2 separate regions of the Oncorhynchus mykiss genome follow, and region 1 is linked to region 2. A link is a contact called in public Hi-C data. All regions are on one chromosome and are shown on one strand. Each heading gives the region's core, a stretch centred on a gene start, on an enhancer-like site or on the middle of the called end of the contact. The rest is flanking DNA. Distances are from core to core; before and after follow the strand shown.

What was found. Hi-C and Micro-C count contacts between places; a contact is called where the count stands out from the background.
Region 1: a contact with region 2 is called in a Hi-C map of blood, with 6 times the contacts expected there. The contact joins the promoter of LOC110532339 here to the promoter of lzic in region 2. A contact is called at or near these places in 2 of 3 Hi-C or Micro-C datasets (blood and liver).

Annotation. Positions count from the first base shown.
Region 1 is chr9:52,179,918-52,184,804 of USDA_OmykA_1.1, reverse strand. It overlaps LOC110532339 (rho-related GTP-binding protein RhoA-C), which reads right to left and starts at 2,577. Exons shown (of 5, transcript XM_021616144.2): 1 at 2,422-2,577.
Region 2 is chr9:51,919,407-51,924,056 of USDA_OmykA_1.1, reverse strand. It overlaps lzic (protein LZIC), which reads right to left and starts at 2,911. Exons shown (of 7, transcript XM_021616133.2): 1 at 2,803-2,911; 2 at 2,112-2,221; 3 at 1,670-1,805; 4 at 1,187-1,285; 5 at 823-918; 6 at 441-522; 7 at 1-331. The coding sequence starts at 2,212. The coding sequence ends at 273. LOC110532330 (nicotinamide/nicotinic acid mononucleotide adenylyltransferase 1) reads left to right here and starts at 2,914. Exons shown (of 5, transcript XM_021616126.2): 1 at 2,914-3,059.

The sequences.
Region 1 (4,887 bases), core at 1,328-3,827, 260 kb before region 2:
GTAGGCAAAGCAATACAACAAAAAAAACACTTGTTTTAAAGCTAGGGATAGCTAATGATCTACTATGGCCAAATCATGCTTTAGTAGGCTATTTTGAATGGTTTGATTTAATTTTGTGTAGTAGAAAATGTACCTATTATATTGGTCAGCTTGAGAAAGAAATAGCCCAAACAGACTCTGGGACAGTTGTGGGACGGTAGATCCCAAATTGATACAAATCAGTAGGCCTAGGCAACTAACGTTAAAAAGCAATTAATCTGATGGAACAGATCAGAAAGTTTAGCTTAAAGTGTTGATAAACTATTTCTTAACATTATTAGCACAGGAATGCGCACAAGGCAATAGGCTACATGCAAATGTGCATTTGGTTACCGGGGAAAAAAATAAAATAAATATATATAGAACATGAGCGAAAATAGGCTTTGTTTCAATGGCTTATGGAAGTGTATAAAATAATATCTTCAACGGATATGGTCGGATTTTGCCTAGGCTACTTTGAAGGAAGGTATTGAACTATGCCTAGTATGAAGTAAAAAGTTCAGGGTTCAAACAATTAAGTAGCTATGTTCTCAAAATGCATACTGCCTCATACTCATGGCAAAGTGTTGTGATGCAATGATGAAGCCTGGCACGTTGCCTAGCATTTGAATGGCGAATGGGTAGCGCGCTTCAATTACCAGTTGAGAAATATACCATTGCGTTTAGAATTGTTGCGCAATATTGGGTTTATAAAAGCGCTGTCCGACAGATTTTCCACTCACATGCTCTGTATCTATGTTGTGCACGTGTGATAAATAAGATAAACGAATAAACACACGCGCCAATTTAGTACCACTAAATTACGCAAATGACCCATAGAAGATAAGTATGACCAGTCAAATGTATTTACATCAACGAATAGGCTAAAAGTCTATTTCGCAATGGGATTTTTTTCCCGGGCAATTTGCCGGTGCCAATTTTATTTATCGGCTTGATATTACAGTCTAATTGAAACCCTGGTTCCCACCTGTTAAACAACTGAATTTGGGGCTAAGCCTCCTAAATGCGTCAAAGGACCTATGAAAGCCAGCCACCAACTTCAGCTCCAGTAACAACAGAATCTGAACATCTGGAACATTACCATAGAGCCAGTTTCCCACACACAGATTTCGCCATTGCAGTGCTTTTCAGTCCAGGACTAGGGTTAATCTGAGTCCAGGAAACCAGTCCGTAGTGCTCAAGGCCTGTAACCCCATAGATTTATAGTAACCTAACTTTAATTATTTATCTAAGCCTACTGAATTTCAGGAAAATACATAAATGGAAATGTGTAATACATTAACATGGAATGACCCATCATACCAAAAAAGTCACTATCATCACTAAAGGCAGACTACCTGCTGAAGACCCTTTGATTGAGATCAAGCTAGCCACCCCATGGACGCATGTCCTCAACACCTGCACCCTAGCTCTCACAAAAACCCTCAGGGTTTCAGGGGTTAGCTAAGGCCACGCTGTGTATTAGCGTTATGAAACGTCAATCATCTCTTGCTAAACGGTTTTTGAAACATGCTGATATGCCCCGCTTTCAAATAACAAAATACAGTAAGTAAAGCAGTTTTGCACAGACCTACCTATATGCTATGTGTGCCTCCAGTTGACGAACTACACTTCCTATCCAGTTACACTTAAAGCTGTTCAGAGTAAACTAGATAGCACAGGTACAGCTTCCAAAACATTTACCGCAAGCGATGCGTTAACGATGAGCGTTGGGGATCTTAACATTCCCCACAGGCTTGGCAGAAGACACTATCGTCAATAGGCGCTAAAGGTAGTTCGTCTATGAATGTATTAGCCGCACCCAAGTTATATTAGCTAGCTAGTTATTTCCCCCTCTTCTCACGTAAACTCAGTGCTAGATAACTACTGTAGCTAGTTGGACAAACAAATAGTTAGCTACAATGATTGTCTCGTTTAAAAACGCCCAGTATTGCAAGTGCGGTTCGGTGGACGGCGGTTATTTACATTGTCACTTATCATGTCAGTGGTATCTAGCGAGTTAGCTAGCTAGAGATCTTGTCGACTATACAGGGTGAAGAGCTAGCTAGCTAGCTAGCTTGCTTTCAGACCAGGGATGTGTTACGAACTTCCTAATGGTGATGATGGCACTGTATACCCGACTCTGGTGACCTGCTATCTAGCATTGGCCTGTCTAGCTCTGACTGGTGGAGCTGAAACGAGGAGTCTTTTCACTTCAATTGTTCGTTCGTTTCCGGCATCAACGCCGCTAGCTAATTTGTCACTCTGGCCTAATGTCATCTTGCCTACAGAAAACACGTTTTAAAGCCTCATCCAAACATTTAGTTTATAAATGGTCCCTTTTCATGGTGATCAATAACAACGATGTTAAAATAGGTTACATTTAGCTACTAGTTTTATTACCGTTTTCGTTGCAGATGTCCTCGCCTTTTTCTTTTCCTGTCCGACCCTTCAACCCCGCCCCCGACAGTGTGCCACGCCGATAACATCCGCCTATGCCCATGATCTCGCGCCAATAGGACGCCTCAAATGAATGAGTGACAGATATTTAAGTCAACTATATATACATGTTTACCGGTTCAGGGAAAAACGGAAGTCACGAGTGGATCTTGTTCGGTCCATGCTAATCGAGATCCTTGGGACGTCACAAACCCAATATCGACCAGAACCTGTCATTCCAATGGGAGAAAATGAATCATAGTGAAAAGAACAAGCAAGGTGGGCAGAGCCAAGCACAAGCTAGTGAGATCCTATTAGGGCATTCTACCATTTATTTGCATTTTGCCGTTAGGGAACGCCTACTCTGTGCTAAAGCGAACTCTATTTGCCCTTGCACTCCTTCAAAACAACACACTCTTGTGAAACTTTGGCAAAGGGTAAGGTCTACAAAACGCAGTCCTCTCAGTTACAAATTCTAGTTTTGGAAACACAAAACTGTATGGAGATCAAATGTTTAATCGATGAGAAAATGAGCAGAAAGTCGGCCAAAATCGATCTAGCTACATCTTCTCCCACTACCGGCCATTGGGCTTCCTCTCTTCACCATATTTGGTAGTAAGTGGAAACGCCAAACGGAAGCTTCTCATTTATAGATCCGGGGAAATATCTGGCTCATTGTTCAATTTTTTTGTAAAATGTTAAGGGTTATGTTAGGGTTTAGGGTACAAGTAGGGTGAGTCAACATGTTCTTTACTTGCACGAACGAACGTACACACACACACAGAGATCATGATGTTGAACTGGTGCTGTAATTAGTGGAGGCAGCTCCTGTTTTCTTTGCGACTTGCTCTCCATGGTTCTAAATCAATAGTTGTTTATTAGTCCGAAAATGTTGGAAACATTAACTTGCTTGAACAAAAGGTTTGGTTGAATTGATTTCACCACTGTATTATTGTCTCGGCTTTAAGCCTATACATCACGGTCGCAAGGTATATGAACTAACAGGTTATAGAGCAAACAATGCAATTTAGCTAACCCTTCAAACTAACTCCTAAACAACCTGAACCCAGCTAACGTTAGCCACCTAGATAGAAATTTGTAACATATTTTTTGCAAATCCATCAAATATTGTACATTAACATTTAAAACTGTTGTTTTTCGTAGTCTGCACAGGCTCAGTTGCACATATCATGGGTGTTGTGTGATAACGTTTTCATCCTGCTTGTCAAACAAATCACTTTGATCCACCATAATAATTGCATAATAATTTATTTTGCTGATACTCCGTACCTTTTAACCCCTAATCTAGCCAAGTCTCTGCTTATAATTTCGGACATTTGGTAGGTCATTTGTTTGTCACCTAAAGTTATATACAGCTTATCTTCTGTCATAACTTGTTGCTCTAGAAGACTAAATAAAGTAGTGCTCACCAGAATTTCTTACGTCGAAAGAATTCATTCATTAATGTTGTTAAGATCGGTAAAATTGTCTTTCGTTTAGGGACTGGGGAAAAATGCAATAACTCAAACAGTGGAAAGATTGGTGTTGTGCAAGATGTCCAATGTCAGTTTAAGGAAATAAAAAGCTGAGAAAAGAACATTTTTCTGATAAGACCTACATTGCCTTGCGAAAGTATTCGGCCCCCTTGAACTTTGCGACCTTTTGCCACATTTCAGGCTTCAAACATAAAGATATAAAACTGTATTTTTTTGTGAAGAATCAACAACAAGTGGGACACAATCATGAAGTGGAACGACATTTATTGGATATTTCAAACTTTTTTAACAAATCAAAAACTGAAAAATTGGGCGTGCAAAATTATTCAGCCCCTTTACTTTCAGTGCAACAAACTCTCTCCAGAAGTTCAGTGAGGATCTCTGAATGATCCAATGTTGACCTAAATGACTAATGATGATAAATACAATCCACCTGTGTGTAATCAAGTCTCCGTATAAATGCACCTGCACTGTGATAGTCTCAGAGGTCCGTTAAAAGGGCAGAGAGCATCATGAAGAACAAGGAACACACCAGGCAGGTCCGAGATACTGTTGTGAAGAAGTTTAAAGCCGGATTTGGATACAAAAAGATTTCCCAAGCTTTAAACATCCCAAGGAGCACTGTGCAAGCGATAATATTGAAATGGAAGGAGTATCAGACCACTGCAAATCTACCAAGACCTGGCCGTCCCTCTAAACTTTCAGCTCATACAAGGAGAAGACTGATCAGAGATGCAGCCAAGAGGCCCATGATCACTCTGGATGAACTGCAGAGGTCTACAGCTGAGGTGGGAGACTCTGTCCATAGGACAACAATCAGTCGTATTTTGCACAAATCTGGCCTTTATGGAAGAGTGGCAAGAAGAAAGCCATTTCTTAAAGATATCCATAAAAAGTGTTGTTTAAAGTTTGCCACAAGCCACCTGGGAGACAC
Region 2 (4,650 bases), core at 1,662-4,161:
AAAGCCTTCAAAATGTCTGAGCCACACTTAACAAAAAGGATGACCGATGGACTGTTCAAATTATAAATAGACTACTCTAGTACCAAATGCATACCAAGTTTTACAATCATCATCAGAAAAAAAAAAAGTGTACAAAAGGTTAACTTTACTCTTTAAAAGCAAGTACGGTCTAAGTGCATGATTGATTTACATTATCAATATTATGGCACTGTTATTGGGTGGAAACACTTGATGTTAAACAACATAGACATTGGACAACACCTGATTATCCTCTATACCTTGGTTTTCTCCACACCAGAACTAGCTAAAGCCATTATCTTGTCTTCTGATCCTGAAAAGTGAGATGCTGGTTAAGTACAGTAGTTTACATTGTTGAGGTTGGATCTCATGGTATAGTAACACGTAAAAAAAATAAGAAGTGCAGTGGAGTTAAAGCTCACCGAGGTCTGCAGTGATTTTTTCAAATTGGCTGAGAGTTGCGGTCACATTTTCAGCCAGAAAAGTCTCGTCTTCGACTGTAAGCTGCAGGAAGAACAAGGAGAAATGAAAAGAGTGAAACTGAGGAAAGACCATTAATCCACACCATAGTCATAAGACCCCTGTTATAGTATTTCACTAAAATGAAATGACAGTTAATGACTGTCATATATAGCATACAATTTATTGAACTCCAGATGGTTACATTTTGTATGTTATACCAATTACCATTCCATCATAGCAGATTTTCAAAATATTCAATGCCACTTTCTCTTACAGTATTCATCACAAGTTTAAGCTATATGAAGAAGGGATCACAGTACACTGGTACAACGGGCCTTTTACCTTCTCGCCCAGTTTTCTCAAGGCAGTGAGGATCTCCACCTTCTGCTGAGTGTACACATCCCTCGAAAGTTTTCCCACCATGACATCACGGTCCATCTACAGAAAATTTCACACCATTCGGCTAAACTTTCAGGGGCAGTTTCCCAGTCACAGATTAATCTTAGTCCTGGATTAAAAAGCTATTTCAATAGAGATTCTCAATTGACCATGCTTTTTAGTCCACGACTAATATGTGTCCCTCAAAGCATTCCATGAACTGAACAGGTTTTAGAATGTAAAGCTTACTTTTGATATTAAATGTATCAAATAATGTACAAACAATAATGTACATAAAATACATAGATGAACAGTGCTTCCGACAAACCTCTGCTAATCTGGTTCTCAACTGCCCCGGTTGCTTCTTGGCAAACATTCGGATCACCTCGGGGGTCTTGAAAGCTTGGCTGATGGCAGCCTGGATTGCCTAATGAAGAAAAGGACAGTTCTCCCATGTCATGCATCATGACAACATTATGGTTTGTCATTACCCGTTATAATATTATGTCACTCTTATGATATGACAGTGTATGGCCCATAGAGATACATTAGATCAGGGGTGTCAAACTCATTTCCTGTATGGTAGTGTCTGTGGGTTTTCGCTCCTTCCTTGTACTTGATTGATAATTGATTATTTAGGAACTGCCATCACCTAGTTGTCTTGGTCTTAATTGGACACACATTTAAAGGAATTAACAAAAAACAGCAGACACTCAAACCTCCATGGAATGAGTTTGATTTCCTTTAAGTATATTATTTATATTCATAATATTCTATTTAATTTTAATATCTGGTCATCCAAAGTCCCTACCAGTTGCATTCCTCCAAGCTCATCCACCAGTGTCATGTTGCCTGTCACCATCTTCTTCAGAGACTCATTGAACTCATTCAACTGCTCCAGGGTTTCCTTCTTGGTCTCCTCATACTCCTCCTCTTCTAGGTCTTCTCTAGAATAAACAGAGAGCCCTGGTAATGGAGGAACAAAATCTATGGGTGTACAGAGATGTGCTCTAAATTCCATTAATACTACATGTATCACTTTGTGGAATCATAGAAATAGAATGAATATAATGACTCATTCTAATTCTGTGAGTGGAACATCCACTCTAGACATATGTGGTCTAAGTTCCATGCTACATCCCTTAGTGGAATCTTATAAATATAATACACTGAATTAATTCTAGTTCTGTGTGTGGAACATCCAGACAACCCACATTATGTTCACAGTTAGGAATGACTGATGATGAGAGTACCTGCACTCTTCCAAATCTTGGAGCTGTTGCATCAATCTGTCCAGTTGCTCCTCCATGTTTTGTTTTAGTTTCCCAGTTTCTGATTTGCCACGAGAAGCCATGCTTCCACCCTGCAAATATCATATTTAGTGAGTAAATAGTTCAATTTCATGTATCACTTGTGGATTAACTACCTAGCTACAAACACAATGGAGCGGTCTATCCTTTGACATGAAGAATAACATTCGCTATTAGCTAGCTACTATAGTTAGCTACCTTGTTCCCACTGGCCGCCAGATTCATCTGACTGAGACAGTTTTTTTGTGCGTGTAGTAGTCTAGCCTGTGGCTATAGTTGTCTAGCTGCTGGCTTGAAAAAATTAAATAAGTAATCCTCACCTGATCGTTAGAAAAATATAACTCGCCTCAACACAATCAATTTAGGAAAGAGGTGAACATATATTTGAATACTTCTCCATGAAATGTGTTACAAAATACTGTCAAAAAACATTGGGGAGTGTGGGAGTTGTGAACGTAGCTCTTGTTTGTGGTCATGGATAGAAGGGATCCAGCATTTGTCAGAATTGACTTTTCGTAGCCGGTTTATGAGAAATTACGTAGCCTATTAAATGTCGAAGGTTATGAGAATTTGGTTAAAGTTAGAAAATTGTTAGGATTAGCTAAAATGCAACAACAAAAAATGATTTACGTACATCTGACAAAAGCTGAATCCCACCTAGACTTGACTCTTATTCCGTGGGTGCGGCCTTGTCCTTTCCGGTTATTTTTTGTCCAATCATATGTCTCTATTTTAATCCTCTCCAATCAAAGACCGATTAGTAATACAGAAAGTGCATTACATTTTAAAGAGTCATTTTAGTGTTAGGTTCCTTGTATTTTGGGAACATCAAGCGAATGTTTTCAGGGATCTGGAAAGATTGAGGGATTGACACGTTTGTGGCTGAACTGTGTAAGGAGGCGACTAGAAACGAATGAGACCGATTGTTTGATCACAAGTGAGAGTTGTTTGATATCGTTGAGTCTTGTTTCGCTATTGCAGAAATGTGGTAAGAGGTTCATGGGAAATGGCGGCGAGTAGTGCAGATGAAATGGAGGAAATTGAGGAAAAGTTGGTGAAGCAGCAGCAGCAGCTGTGCTGGAATGAGAACAATATGGGTGTCAGTATAGATGGTATGGAACGTGAGGGTCAAGGGTCGGAATGTTCGGTAGTGAAAAGACATAGGAAGAAGAGAGATCATAGTACAGAAAGTAGTGGATCGTCTTGTAAAGAAAGCTTAAAGAGGGCCAAGGTAGGATACAAGAGTAGTGATGTGTTGGAGTGGAAAGTGGTGATTGTGTTTGATGAGACCACAGGGTCTCACTTACACCCTATCTGACTAACTTGGTTGAAGGTAATGCCGCAGAGAAAGAGGTAGGTGAAGTGAAATTAGCTCGCTTCATTGGACATGGTAGATTGTTAATATTGTGTGGGAACAAGGGGAAGATATTGAAAAATAGAAACATTGAATGGGATGAAGATTAAAAGCCATGTACCTGGTGCTTATGCTAGGTTAAGGGTATTCCTCACTGGGGTCCCAATATATCTATGTTCACAGATGAAAGAGGATCAAAGAAGTGAAAGGTTATCAGTGATTGTGAGGTTTGAGAAAGTCTTGCCGGGAAAAGTACAGATAGGATTCCTTAGTTTCAATGTTAGATCATTTGTCCCATGCACTGTGGTGTTTTAAATGCCAAAGAATGGGACATGTAGCTGTTCAGTGTAAAGGAAAGAAAATATGTGCCAAGTGTGAAGGCGCACATGATTACGGTGAATGTGGAAGCAGTGTGAAGGGTAAGTGCTGTAATTGTGGGGGAGAACACAGTGCAGCATTTGGTTAATGCAAGGTACAGCGAGAGGCTCAGAGATACATCATGACTGATCCTGTATCGTATGCAGAGGCCATAAAACAGATTGGTAGAACTACAGTGCGGACTGATGGCGCATACACGGATGTACCTGTAGTGGGTCTACTGTCGGGGCTGGTGCTTCTGATTGTCCTGGCATGATTTTGAGGCCTGTTAAAAAATCTTGTGCTCATGAATGTGCCTTGTCAAAGGACACTTTGATAATGAATTATATTGCTAAGATTATCAGTACAACTTGGGGTGTGGAAAGCAAAAATAACAGGTTGAAGGTTATTGTGGAGAAGGCAAAAGAGATATATTGGGGGTAACAGATGTTACTGTTGAAATGGTTGTTGACATGCTGAACAATGCTAAGGGTGGAGTGTTTCAGCATGACAGATATACAGTTTAATGGGGAGGGGTTTTTGGGGAGGTTGTGGTAAAAGTTAGGGATTTATTTGGTTTAGAATTTATTTTCATGGTAGTACAGAATTGGGCCGATCATGATTGATCATACATTCTTGCACAGTAGGTGGCGGCATGCACTTAAACTATTGTTTGTGGGCCACCATGATATAGAAGAAAAAATGTTTTCAGGATTGTTTTATTGTCTATTGCCATGGCTTGTTAGTCAAAATAGGCTTATATTTTAGCTA